2 separate regions of the Drosophila melanogaster genome follow, and region 2 is linked to region 1. A link is a contact called in public Hi-C data. All regions are on one chromosome and are shown on one strand. Each heading gives the region's core, a stretch centred on a gene start, on an enhancer-like site or on the middle of the called end of the contact. The rest is flanking DNA. Distances are from core to core; before and after follow the strand shown.

Region 1 (6,355 bases), core at 2,071-4,570:
CCCACGCTCGGGCACATCTGCCTATCTTGAGCGGCGAGGACCTTATCTGTGGTCTCCCACTAAGGGACTATTTTAGGAGGCGGGGAAAGATCTCAAGTGACTGACTCATGTAGTGTGCACTTAAATTACATGTTTTTGAGCAATGCACCCATGTCGCCTTAGATAACAAAATCCTAAATATAATTTATCGCTCTCGATTCATTTACATAAGATATGAACGGAGCCCAAAATTGTAAGTCTTTAAATATATTCGTGTTCATGTGTGAACAGTTAGTCTGAATATTTCTTTTTCGTATTTATTTTTATGTTTCAAACTAATCTTTGTATTGAATAACGTAACGTGATGAGCTAATCGATATTTATTTAACTTTTTCATGCGAACACAAATAATTTTTATTTGTGCAGCAAAACATTCGCTGAGAAGGCAAGACTCGGGAAAATTGCACATAGACAAGATCTTAGGCCATTAGCTTTAATTGCAAAAGTTTTGGGCCAAAAGCAAGTGCAATTCCAATGGCAACAGCAGTGGCAGCTGAAACTGCAACAAATTGCGTGGCTATCAATATTTCCGTGGCTGCATTTGATTTCCTAATGCATCTGCAGCCATTCATGTCCCGAAGTTGACAGGCTGGGATGCCTCCCATCATACCATGCATCCACCTCCGAACCGTCGCCCCTGTCAACGATTAACAATATCCGGTTGTGTACCCCGGCAGTAGCTATCCGCTGGCCCGATTGCGAGCTTGGTTTTAATTAGTCCTGCCCGTACGTATTTTCTATTGGCCAATTCACCGCAGAAGCTTCATTACCGGTCTACCGTGTGTGTCTCTTTCGCTTTGTGCGTGTGTGCTTCTGCAGGACAGATTGCGAGTCATTAAGTTGATGCAGCAGTAGCAGCAGCAGCAGGAGGAGGAGCAGGAGCAGGAGCAGCATCCGTGTAAGCCACACAAACAGGCAGTTAGAATGCCACATGCCACGCCCACAGCAGCGGTCGAGCCATGTCGAGGGGCTGGGCAGCTGTAACTGAATCGAAATCAGCATCAGCACCAACACCAACACCAGCATCGAAATCCATAGCCAAGCCCGGATCAGAGCAGAAAACGAAACAGAAACATGTCGAGAGTTAACCTTTGTTGGCGGTTTGCTGCTTTTTGTGCGCCGGAAACGGCAGAGCAACTCAATCAGTTTTTGCGGTTTATGGTGGCCCGGCCAAAAGGGACACGCTAATGGCTCACAAATGGCACTTGAATAATTGAATGCCGGAAACGGAGGAGAAAGAAAGCTCGCGGTATTAGCCAGCAATGCCTGCGCTTGGCATTGTCCGCTTTATACACGTAATCCACATGTAAACAAATTGCACAATTCAACTACAAATTAACTACGGATGTTACTAACTAATCTTAGGGTCTAAAGCGAAGCATCCTTCTTGTCCCTATCGCCCGAAGTCATCTTATCCGGGTCCGATTGCGGTTTCTCTTTGCCTTGTTGCAGCTCCTCACTATTCTGGCTGCCGCTCAGTTTCTTCCTTTCACTTGTAATTAGCTGCTGCAGCTCTTGGTCCCAGCCCAAGGCTTTGGCCAGAGCCATTACGCCAGCATCACAGTCGCCCAGAAAGGCCACATCCCTAGTGTTATTGGGCTTATCGAAGAGTAGCGATCGCGTGTTGGGATCCATAAAGAGCACACAGCTGGCCTGACCCACTGCATCGCGATTGATCAAGAGGCGAATGCAACGTGGTCCTGGTCTCCACACCAGTGAAGCAAACGGTTGCACTTCCAACGATGTGCCCATGATGATCAGCAGATCGCAATCCTGGAAATCCTCTTCAGGACTGGAGTAAAATCTCTTTGGCAAGTTTTCGCCAAAGAAAACAATGTCTGGTTTAACAACGCCTTGGCACTTTTGGCATTTGGGCAGACGATCGGCGAAGATCTCCGCCTTCATCCAGTCCATGTCGTACTCCTTGCGGCACTTAATGCAGTGGTTGGTGTGGAAGCTGCCATGGGCCTCAATGATCTTGTCCTCGGGCAGGCCAGTAAGCCGGTCTAGCGTGTCTATGTTCTGGGTGTAGTGGCGCTGCAGTAGTCCCTTGTCGTTAAGCAAACGGATAAAGTAGTGGGCCGGCGTGGGAATGAAGGATCCAGGGTAAAGTTCCTTGGCCAGTGCAAAAAACGGCGCTGGATTCTTTTCGAAGTAGTCCAGATCGAATATGGCCGTAGGATGTGGCAGCTCGTACTTCTTCAGATTGCTGTATAACCCGGAACCTGGGGATCTGAAATCCGGAATGCCAGCAGCTAGGAATGGCGATAACTTAGTAAGTTTTTACAATGGTATATAGAATGTACCAACATGTAGATATGCCGGCTCCCACCATGGTCACAATCTTGCGGAAACCATGCACACGCCAATGTTCGGCAAAGCCGTCAAAACTCAAATCTGGAATAACCTGCAAATTTGCGATTTAATCAATATGATAATCAAATTATCGGGTGCTCCGCTCACCTTCTCTACTTTAACTTCCTCCTTTGCGTCCGAGGAGCCGCCGAGATGTAGAGTGTTTGCAAAGAAGCGTCGAACCTTATCCATTGTGTCGTCTAGAATTCAATTCAATTAATGAGTGACAGTAAAGACCTAACTATTTAGACTAGCCTGGGGCCTCCTCGTCGTCGTCACTGGACGAGGAATTGGAGGGCGTCGTCGGTTGTTCCTCCTTCTTTACTTCGATGTCGCCCATGGTAAACAGATTCACCTTCCGGTGAAAGTATGTAAATCTGAGGATAGTGTGATGAATTCTCCCAATTGTTTATGTTGCGTTTTGTTTTAACGTAAAAAGCAAAACAAGTTCTGACAACTATCGATAGGTTTAGGCTAACGAATAAGTTATCTCTAACAGCTATTAAAAAGCTAGAATTTTAATTTCATTGCTTATTGATTTAGATTTTAAAATCAAATTTGTGCGAGCAAACCAAAATATTATAATTACTTTAAGTAGCCTATCAATGAAAGATTTTTATTTAACAGCGATTTATTAAGGGTCGCAAATAAATATGTGTTTGTAACGGTTAGAACATATTATGACTCATTAAACAAAAAGGAACCGAATAATAGAATAACTAAAGCTAAGAAGGGCGCAAAGTTACAAAATCGAGTATAGATAAAATAACAATTACACTTTGTTGATATCTGAATATAAACTAATTGAAAGGTTAAAATCAGCTGAATTGTCAGCACGGAGTGTCCAAATAATCGATAGCTGTTATCGACCCACCCAGTGTTAGGCTCTCTAGCGCCACCAGCCCTGGCCGGCCGATAGTCGATTACTCGATGTTCGGCGGGGGTGCAGCTCTGCCCGTTCGCTCAGCCCTGGAAAACCACGCCAGTCATTTTTGTTTTGATAAGGATACGGATACAAAAAGAGCGTGGCCTGGAAAAACTGCAGAAACGGCGGAGAAAGCGCCCCAAAAGCGAGCGAAAACGGTGGAAACTGATCGTGGGGAAGTGCGCGACAAAGTGGCCGCGGATTCAGGCCCTCCCAATCGCTACGTGGAAGCGTAAGCAGCGTGTTGAAGAAGAGAAGAAGAAGAAGCAGCAGCAGCGCAGCAAAAGTACACAGAAGTGCAAACCAGACGACTGAAATAACAAATCAAAAAAGGCCCCAAAAGGAGCGGCGCAGTGGAAGCAACTGCGGGGGCGGGGAATGGCCGAGGGTCGTCGGTGGCCGCCATTGTGTAACGCCGCCGATGGGCAGACTGTAGATCCACGCTAGGATCATATCTCTCGAATATCATGCATCTGAACCATGCGACAGCCGCCACGGCAGCCATGGCCAACTATCAGCACTACCAACTGCCAGCCTCCCATGGCGGTGGCGGCGGAGGAGGAGGTGGCGGTGGCGGTGGAGGAGGGAGTAATGGTGGATCTGGACCGGGTCCCAACTCGGGACAGCAGCAGCCCACCACACTGGCCAGCCTGCAACAGAGTCCCTTTGCGCTGCATCAACTCACCGCCGTGCAGGCCATCCAGCACCCTACCCACCAAGCCATGCTCCATCCACAGCACCCGCTGGTCCATTTGCTGGACATATCCACTACAACAGCGAACAGTGGCGGAGGAGGCGGGGGCAGCCACACGCCCATTTCTCCTATGAAACAGGAGGTGCAGAGCGTGATTAGCGAGGAGGAGGTGGTGGTGGACGATCCGCGCAAGAAGAAACAGTGCCACGTGTGCAAGAACAAGTTCCGGCAGCTGACCACGTTACGCAACCACATGAAGATCCACACGGACGAGCGGCCCTACAAGTGCAAACACTGCGACAAGGCCTTCCGCCAGATCTCGACGCTAACCAACCACGTGAAAATCCACACCGGAGAAAAGCCGTTCACCTGCAACATCTGCGCCAAGGACTTTCGCCAGCAGAGCACCTTGATCAATCACATCAAGACGCACAAGGGTGAGTGTGTGGTCGCATCGTCCCAATAGACCTTATGACCTAACTCTATTTCTCGCTTCGCTTACGGGCAACAGCGGCGGAGTCCAGCACGCCAACTTCCCTGTTGAACTATCAGCCGCAGACGGGCAGTGGCAAACACCGAAAGTCCCAGATGCACCAGGCCTACCAGCAGCAGCATCAGCGCGTCCAAATCTCAAAGACCTTGTATTCCGGCAGCTACAGCTCGCCGGCGGCCGAGGAGCTGGTGAAGCCGTTCCAGTGTAGCGTTTGCAAGCGCCGCTTCCCGCAGCTGAGCACGCTGCACAACCACGAGCGGACCCACATCGATCCTAAGCCGTACAAGTGCGAAACGTGTGACAAGTCCTTTAGCCAGCTGGCGACGCTGGCCAACCACAAGAAGATCCACACGGGCGACAAGCCGTACACGTGTTCCTACTGCCACATGCAGTTCCGCCAGCAGAGCACCCTTACCAACCACCTCAAGACGCACACGCATCAGATAGCGCCTGGAGGCGTCGGTGGAGCAGGAGGCGGCGGAGGCGCCGTCACAGCCACAGGTGAGCCGCTTGTGTGTTCGCCCTACCAATGAGCCGCTTTCTGTTATCCATGTGTGCATTGATTATTAACGCTCTTCCCTAACGAAGCTTTTATTTAAATCTTGTACGCATGCTAACTTCAACAAATCATCCAACAATCCAACTCCGTACCGTCAATCTGCAGTGGATCACTCAATGCCCGCTCCTCTGGCGCCCGGGACGCAGCAGCTGACCAGTGGCCTGTTGCCGAACAACCTGCACGGTAGCACGGCGAACATCATCCAGCTGGACCACCATCCGCTACTGCATTTCCTCGACGGCAGCACCACGGTCAGCTCGGTAGTGGCCACGGCGGCGGCCAACACCAAGGTGGAGCATTTCCAGGCGGGCGGCTCGCCGTCGGGCCGGATGACCGTAGTGGGCACCATCAACATGCTGAAGGGCGACAATCCGGACCGGCCGTTTGGCTGCAGCGTCTGCCAGCGGTTCTTCTCACAGCAGAGCACCTTGGTAAATCACATCAAGACGCACACCGGAGAGAAGCCCTACAAGTGCAAGATCTGTGAGGTCAACTTCCGGCAGGTGGCCACGCTGAACAACCACATGAAGATCCACACCGGTGAAAAGCCCTACAACTGTTCCTTTTGTCCTAAACAGTTCCGGCAAAAAAGCACACTGCAAAACCACCTGCGGGTGCACACCTGCTAGACCCACTTCAGATCCAGATCGCAACGCGATCCAGGTCCGCAGCCAGCCAGCCAGCCAGTCAAGCAGCCATTGAGGAATAGTGCAATATGCATGCCACATAGCACATACACTTATAGATCGCATATACGGCATACGAATACGATTACATGAATACTATATTTGAATATATACTCGAAAGTGTTATTTACCTGCTGTGCAGAGCGCAATTGTATGTAACTATATCGTAGAGAGCTGATCCACATGCGTGTCCAATTGTAAATTAAGGCTAGCCGTGTTGGCATAAGCCACAGATGATATGATACAGGGTGTTTAGGCCTAAACTCTATACTATCCCATGATGGTTCGATTTGAGTCGGTGTGTTAAAGGTATCTTAAGGCACTTTAAAGCCATTTAGTCTAAAACGTTTTATTATCTTTTAATACCCATCAATTTCTCGCTTTTCAAAGCTTTGTAAATGAATCATCGGCGTCTTTTTAAGTTTGGTTGCTGTTTTCGAATGGCAAGGAAAATGACTACAATAAATTTAGATGTGACCTACTTTGCACAATAACCTTTTATGCCTGTATATGCATAATTGTTGTCTTTTATATTTCCTTTACAAGGAACATCTTACTAAAAAAAAAAATATTGATATTGTTTAAAACTGATACAATTCAAGTT
Region 2 (6,309 bases), core at 3,172-5,671, 310 kb before region 1:
AGCATGGGCTCCTTGGAACCAGGGGATCGCAGTTGCATGGCGGTGTCGTAAATAATGTTGGCCAATAAGTGGATATTGTGTAGGGTCCTAAAGTTCAAAGCGGTATTTTTTAGACTTTGAAGTCATATTAATAATTCAAAAACTTACCGGCAACTTATTTCGATGGAATCAATCACCCGTGGCAGCCCAATTTTTTCCGCATCGGGAATGGCGATAAACTTCTCCCGAATCAATTGCTGCAGTTGCTCTGCCTTTTGGGGCGAGATGGATTCACCAACGGCATCAAAGTGTGTGCCCACAATGATTACGGGGGAGTTGGGAGCCCTCGCTTGAATGTTGCCAAGCCACTGCAGCAACTCCGCCAGACCCTTGTGACCGTCGCTAATGCGCCAGAGCACCAAATACAGACTCCGTTTGGACAAAAAGTACTGATGTGTGGCGTAGTACTCCTTCTGACCACCAAAATCCCAAGTACGAAACACCACTGGGCCGTGGGAGCCGGGTGCTCGCTTTCGTTTCTCACATATCCATGTTCCAATGTCCACTCCTACTGTAGAAATGTTTGCGCTAGAAGCCGACGAATGGCGATGAGATCGAGATGTGCTGCGTGCGTGTCCCATTCGCTTGGCCCAATGATTTTCGCTGGCGCGCGATCGATGAGAGCTGGAGCTGGACCCTGAGCCCGCCCCCTGGCGCAGTAAGTCCAGCAGAGTGCTCTTGCCAATTCCAGCCACACCAACCACCATCAGTTTCATCCGTGCGTAGGGCTGAGCATCTTCGTAAATAGATTTAAGATATCCAACAATGTCCATCGTCTTGTGCTTCTTGCTCTCGATCATAGAGCGCAGTGGCTCCTGCAGTAGGCAACCGCGCGTATTAAGATTCCAAAGTCTCGACAGCAGTCCCAAGTGCGGCGGCAGTTCCGTGATGTTGACGTTGCCACTAATATTCAGCACTGACAGACTGCTCAGTTCGTGCAACGAGGCGGGAATCTCCTTCAGGCAATTGTTGGTCATATCCAGCATAGACAGGTTGGGAAATATCACCTTAGACCGGTTCACGCCTACCACACTCCAATCGGCGTCCTCACTTTCATTGAAAAGGGTTGTGGCGTCATCAGTTGATAGTTGGATGCGCGTAAGCAGATTGTCAGCCAAGATCAATGTGCGTAGAGCCTCCAGGCGCAGATGACGCCTGTGCCGACAAACACTTTTTAACACCGAAGCGCGAAACGATGTGGCAGACGAGCTACTGCCCTTTGAGGAGGCCGTCTTGTAGTCGTCATCTCGACCCTCTGGTAGCTGGACACAACTGTAGCACAGTAGATGCGGATCCGATTCAGTAATTCGCGGTAAACTTGGCCAGCAGGATATCTCGTTGTGACTTAGATCCAACTGCTTAAGTGTTGCCGGGTAACTGGTTACATGTCCCATAGAACGCAGACTGTTGTATGACATATTCAGCCGTGTTAGGTTTACAGCCAGACAGGGCAAAGCAGCGGGGATACTGGTGAAGAGGTTATTTGCTATATTTAAGCTACTTAGCTGGGAGGAGCCCACACCAGCTGTCTTTCCATCGCCTAAATCTTGTTCATGCTGCCACTTCATGTCATTATCGGTTATGTCCAAAGTAGCCGACCATAGATTGCGATGGGTGAGACGTTGCTGAGTCACATTTCGCGGTTTGTTTGATGGCGGCTCCTCAAAAGATTGCAGATTCAATTTGTCTAGGCTCAGCAGCGAACTGCTAGTTTGCATTGGCGGCACAGGAAGATCCCGCAATAGGTTGAAGGCCACATTAAGTTCGCGCAACTTGGGTGCACGCCACAGGTCGAAGGGAAGCTGTTGCAGTTTGTTATTTGAAACATCCAATATAGATAGGGCGGGCAGGTGAAAGATGGCGGCTGGCAGCGTAGTTAACTGGTTGTCTTGTAGAAAGAGTTCATCCAGTACCGGACACCCATATGTCTGGCCTATTGGTGCAGGTAGATCGGTTATCTTGTTTTGCGCCACATTTAAATACCTTAAATGAAGGACTAATATAATTCTTGAAAAACTTATTACTTTGTCTTTACTAACCTTAGGCTAACCAAATGGAAAAGCTCCTGTGGAATTGACGTGAGAACGTTGTGCGAGAAATCTATTCGCGTGATAGCTGTCAGAGCAACCTCATTAAGTCGCGGATGCGACTGTAGCTTAGGATTCAGCAGCAACACACCGCTGACCATCCAGGGAACCCTTACAACAGACAACTGGACACTGGAGCCCATGCTGTGCCAGTCAATAATGGTTGGATTGTTGGGGAACATAGCACTGTAAGATATGTTGCTGGTGGACGGCAAAAACACGTTCACCTCCACTGGTGTGGGAAGACCCTTCTTGTTGATCTTGTAGTCTGAGTCCGGATGGACTCGTCGGGCCAAAAGACGACTCAGGATGGCCTCGTCGCCGCATGTAATAGCCATTCCAATGGCCGTGCCATTATCGTCGCGGGCTCCATGCTTAAGCAAGAGATCCAACATAGCCAGCGACCTTTGCTTGCAGGCCTCTGCAATGGGGACATTACTGAGCCCATATATTTCCTCGCAACATTTCGGGTCGTTGTGATCCTCAACTGGCTTGGCTACAATATTCGGATTTGCGCCGTGCTGTAGCAGAGACTGCACCACGTCTAGGTGGCCGCCTCGAACGGCCGCAAGCAGAGCTGTTTCTCTCGCCGCTCCACATAGCAGATTCACGTTAATGGGACACCGTTGGCACTCGGTTGACTCTTGTGAAGCTAGGTCGTCGGGTCCTTCTGACTCTCCAGATATGTGCAGTTTGGACATGATAGCCTGAATGCCAAATGAAATACGTTTCCTGGTGGGCGTAATAGGAGTGCTCACCGAGCTGGCGGAATCGCCCAACGTACGCCGGCAATGGAGCTGCCACTTTAGAAGCACACCAACCAGCTGCTTGTTTCCTAGGATGCTGGCAATATACAGACTCGTCTGACCCGTCACATCATGAGCGTTAGCGTCGAAGGGGAGCCGCCATTCCCACTGGCCCTCCTCGTCGCGATATGTCTGGTAGAGGTAGTCGGGATAACTGTAGCTGATAAGGAGTTCCAGCAGCTTGATGTGTCCATTGATGCAGGCGGCGTGCAGCGGCAGCCAGCGCTCTACAGTCGGCTGCTGGATCAGTTCTGGAAAATGGTCTAGCATCAGTCGGGCAATGCCCAAGTGACCGCTATGGACGGCGGCGTACAAGGGTGAGTACTTGGTCACGGCATGGGAGCGACCATCCGCTCCAGCATCCAGCAATCGCTGTGTAATGCTCTCGTAACCAGACTGGCAGGCTCTAAAACGAGACCGATATTAGTTTGGCTCAAAATGGACTAATTCTAAAAGACTTTTTCTCACAGGAATAGAAGGGTGTTTGCTCCTGAAGGAGCCATATTGACTATAATCTGACGCTCAGTTCCAAGAGCTGCCAGCAGCACCCGCACAGTCCGCTCATCGCCAGAGATCACTGCCGTTCGCAGCTCCCCGTGCTTGATCTGACGCACTTCCTCGCGGGCATCTGTGAAAGATAAGTTTTGCTTGGTTAACTAATACACAGCACCTTTGGAATAAACCAATTCCCACCCCGTATTGAGGATGCCTCAATGACCTCATCCACGAAGTAGTCACAGGCTTCCAGAGCTGTTTCAGTTCCAGTTTTGGGATGTTCCATGCTGAATTTCCATGACATTATGTAACCCAAATCGGTGCGAATAAGCCCCAAAAATTAATTGGCATCGGTATGATGACCGAACGCGCCGCTAGCAAAAACTGAACTGCGGAAAATCGATGGCCACGTTTTTGTGGTCATTGATCCAGGCCGTTTTATGTCGCACTGCGCAAGTCGGAGCCCAAGAAGCGCGGCAACTGTTGCACTTGTTCAAGAATGTGGCATTGGGTGAGTGCGTGGCATTTGTTTTGATTTGTCTCTTCGTGGGTGTCGGATGGTCCAGTGGTTGCACCAGTTGCTTCTGTGGGGGGTGGCTGTTTGAAAAAAGTTTTTGCGCGCCCACTTCCATTGCACCAATGTCACCCTGTGCCCTTGCTGGTGTTGTTGAAAAACCAATAACAACTGGTTGAAGTTTTAATTGCACCACTTAGGTAATTTGCATAGTCAAGCGTATAATGCTCATTTGCACTCTGACTAAATTTGCGCAAAACTAGCATATTGTGCATAATTTCACTAAAAGTTGTGTTATCTCACCTTCGTCGGAGTCGCTCATTGTTTTGGTTTGTGTACTTCACGAGATATCCAAGTCATGCATGGTATGTGTTAAATGGGTAGTTGTTATGGTCCGATTAACCAGTAGCACCTTTTACTGACCCTTACTTAATTATTTTGCACATTTTGCGAAATTTTCACTTTGTTTACCTTTTTGTCAACAAACAGTGTAACCTCTTACTGTTTTAGAATATATCTCCTCATTTTGGCACGATATGCTGTTAAGCGCTCTGTGTGACCGAAATATCGCAAGTGAATGCTGTTAATCAGTGTCGCACGCAGGGGGCTTCGTACTTTTCTCCAAAGATTAAAGCCAGCTTAATAACTAAATCATAATCTACCCAAAATCATTGATTTTTATGTCCATTGGCTTAAATTTATAAATTAAAATTAATTTAACAAGGCCGAACAAGTATTTGGAAGACGCATTTATTATTTTTATTCATACACATCTAAAAATTTGTTCCCAAGTGAAATATTTGAAATCCCAACTGATGCTGAAATATCTCATTTCTGATAGCATACATATATAAATACCAAAACGCGATAAGGTGGTCATCGTTTCTGTTACTTTGCACTGCTTGTCAACTCAACAACAGTAATATCGATATTATTTAAATCAGTTAAGCAGTGAATCACTATCGACTGTTACTTTTTGTTGAATTTTATTTTGTATGCTATGATTTTATCTAAAAGAATTTGATTCTTAGGAACTGTTAATTATTTTTATTTATTTTTTTTTTAACATGCAATTTCCTGTTATGACTGTTTACGAACAAGAATTTATTAGCACCGTGTATTTGTGTATATTTTATAAATACTGATGCCAACTGTAACCTATATCGATATAACAATCGAATGAAACACTATCGATATTAACCAGCGCCAGCCTAGAACGCCCTGTGTTCAACAGGAGTCACCCTGTGTTCGTTAACAGACGCTTAACAGCACGATCTCAACAATACAAATAAAAACAATTTAATATTCCTTAATCGAACACAAATTTGAGCCGATTGCACGGTGCGTTTGAAAAATAACAATACCGCGGAATGGCCGACAGAGGCCAACTGAAGGTGCCGGTGCAGAGAATCAAGTAAGGAGCAGCGTAAACTGCGCAGCTCACACCCAAAAAAAAATCGCTATAAAGGCGAGGGCTGGCCAAAATGGAAGCAAAAAACAAAAACAAACGAGCTGCGCCACAATGCAAGTGAAACTTCGATGAAAACTTGCCAATCCGTGTGCTTTTCAAGACTTTTCTGACTGTCTGCAATTTCCATTTTTGTGGCATCGCGACTTAGAGATGAGACATCGGTGCCGCGTAACTTTTTTATACCCTTTCCGCGGTATCAACTCCACCCGTTCGGTCACGGAATTTGAACATTTGGCTCTGAAATATGCCTTAATGGCTTAGATTTTCATTATGGAAACTTTTCTTTCAACGGCCATATCGAATTCGTTATAAATCCTGCTTACTTCAGTCATTCAACTGCCTAAAATTGCAAAAAAAAACACGTAAGGGCATTCATAGGTCGCCTTGGCTGACCCTGAATTCTTGTTTTTGTTTTCAAGTTGACCCCTCCCACCCCCAGCCAACAACTTATGACTGTGTGATTCATACTAAATAAAAGTCAGCGTTTTTGTTTTAATTAACAAGAACCGACGATTTTAGAGGCTGCTTTTCTATTTTATCCCATGTGGTAAAGGGCGGTTAGAACCAACTCAGTTTTACAGTGCATCAATGGATGTTATCCAGATCTCTGATCATCTCGAGGGCAAAGCCAAGGGAAGGGGTCGCCTTCTTATCAACGGGTGGGCGGTTGATTTTTAGTAATTTCCGTAATTCGACACCAAAACAATTATCGGTACATATATCGCCATATGTTTTCTTTCAAGTAACCCGGCGCCACCTTCTTATTTATTCGCAGAGAGATTGGCGTGCTGATTTAAATGGAAAACTTTGAAAACAACAATCTGTTGATAAGGTAACCAGCGAAATGCGGGACAACTAGCCTCCGTAGCCTGAAAGAGGCCATTGAAAAGTCTAATT

What was found. Hi-C and Micro-C count contacts between places; a contact is called where the count stands out from the background.
Region 2: a Hi-C map of the Kc167 cell line shows a contact between it and region 1, with 2.4 times the contacts expected there. The contact joins the promoter of Lrrk here to the promoter of CG4360 in region 1. A contact is called at or near these places in 28 of 107 Hi-C or Micro-C datasets (the Kc167 cell line, the ML-DmBG3-c2 cell line, the OSC cell line and 9 more).

The regions. Positions count from the first base shown.
Region 1 is chr3R:20,324,968-20,331,322 of dm6, reverse strand. It overlaps CG4360, which reads left to right and starts at 3,320. Exons shown (of 3, transcript NM_142622.3): 1 at 3,320-4,450; 2 at 4,525-5,007; 3 at 5,171-6,355. The coding sequence starts at 3,787. The coding sequence ends at 5,694. Sirt2 (Sirtuin 2) reads right to left here and starts at 2,858. Exons shown (of 4, transcript NM_001300493.1): 1 at 2,650-2,858; 2 at 2,503-2,594; 3 at 2,350-2,446; 4 at 408-2,294. The coding sequence starts at 2,734. The coding sequence ends at 1,408. It also overlaps asRNA:CR45800.
Region 2 is chr3R:20,633,592-20,639,900 of dm6, reverse strand. It overlaps Lrrk (Leucine-rich repeat kinase), which reads right to left and starts at 4,421. Exons shown (of 12, transcript NM_001275843.1): 1 at 4,245-4,421; 2 at 3,813-4,085; 3 at 3,401-3,560; 4 at 2,079-3,338; 5 at 148-2,022; 6 at 1-87. The coding sequence starts at 4,263. Pi3K92E (Phosphatidylinositol 3-kinase 92E) reads left to right here and starts at 5,169. Exons shown (of 8, transcript NM_169910.2): 1 at 5,169-5,282; 2 at 6,188-6,309.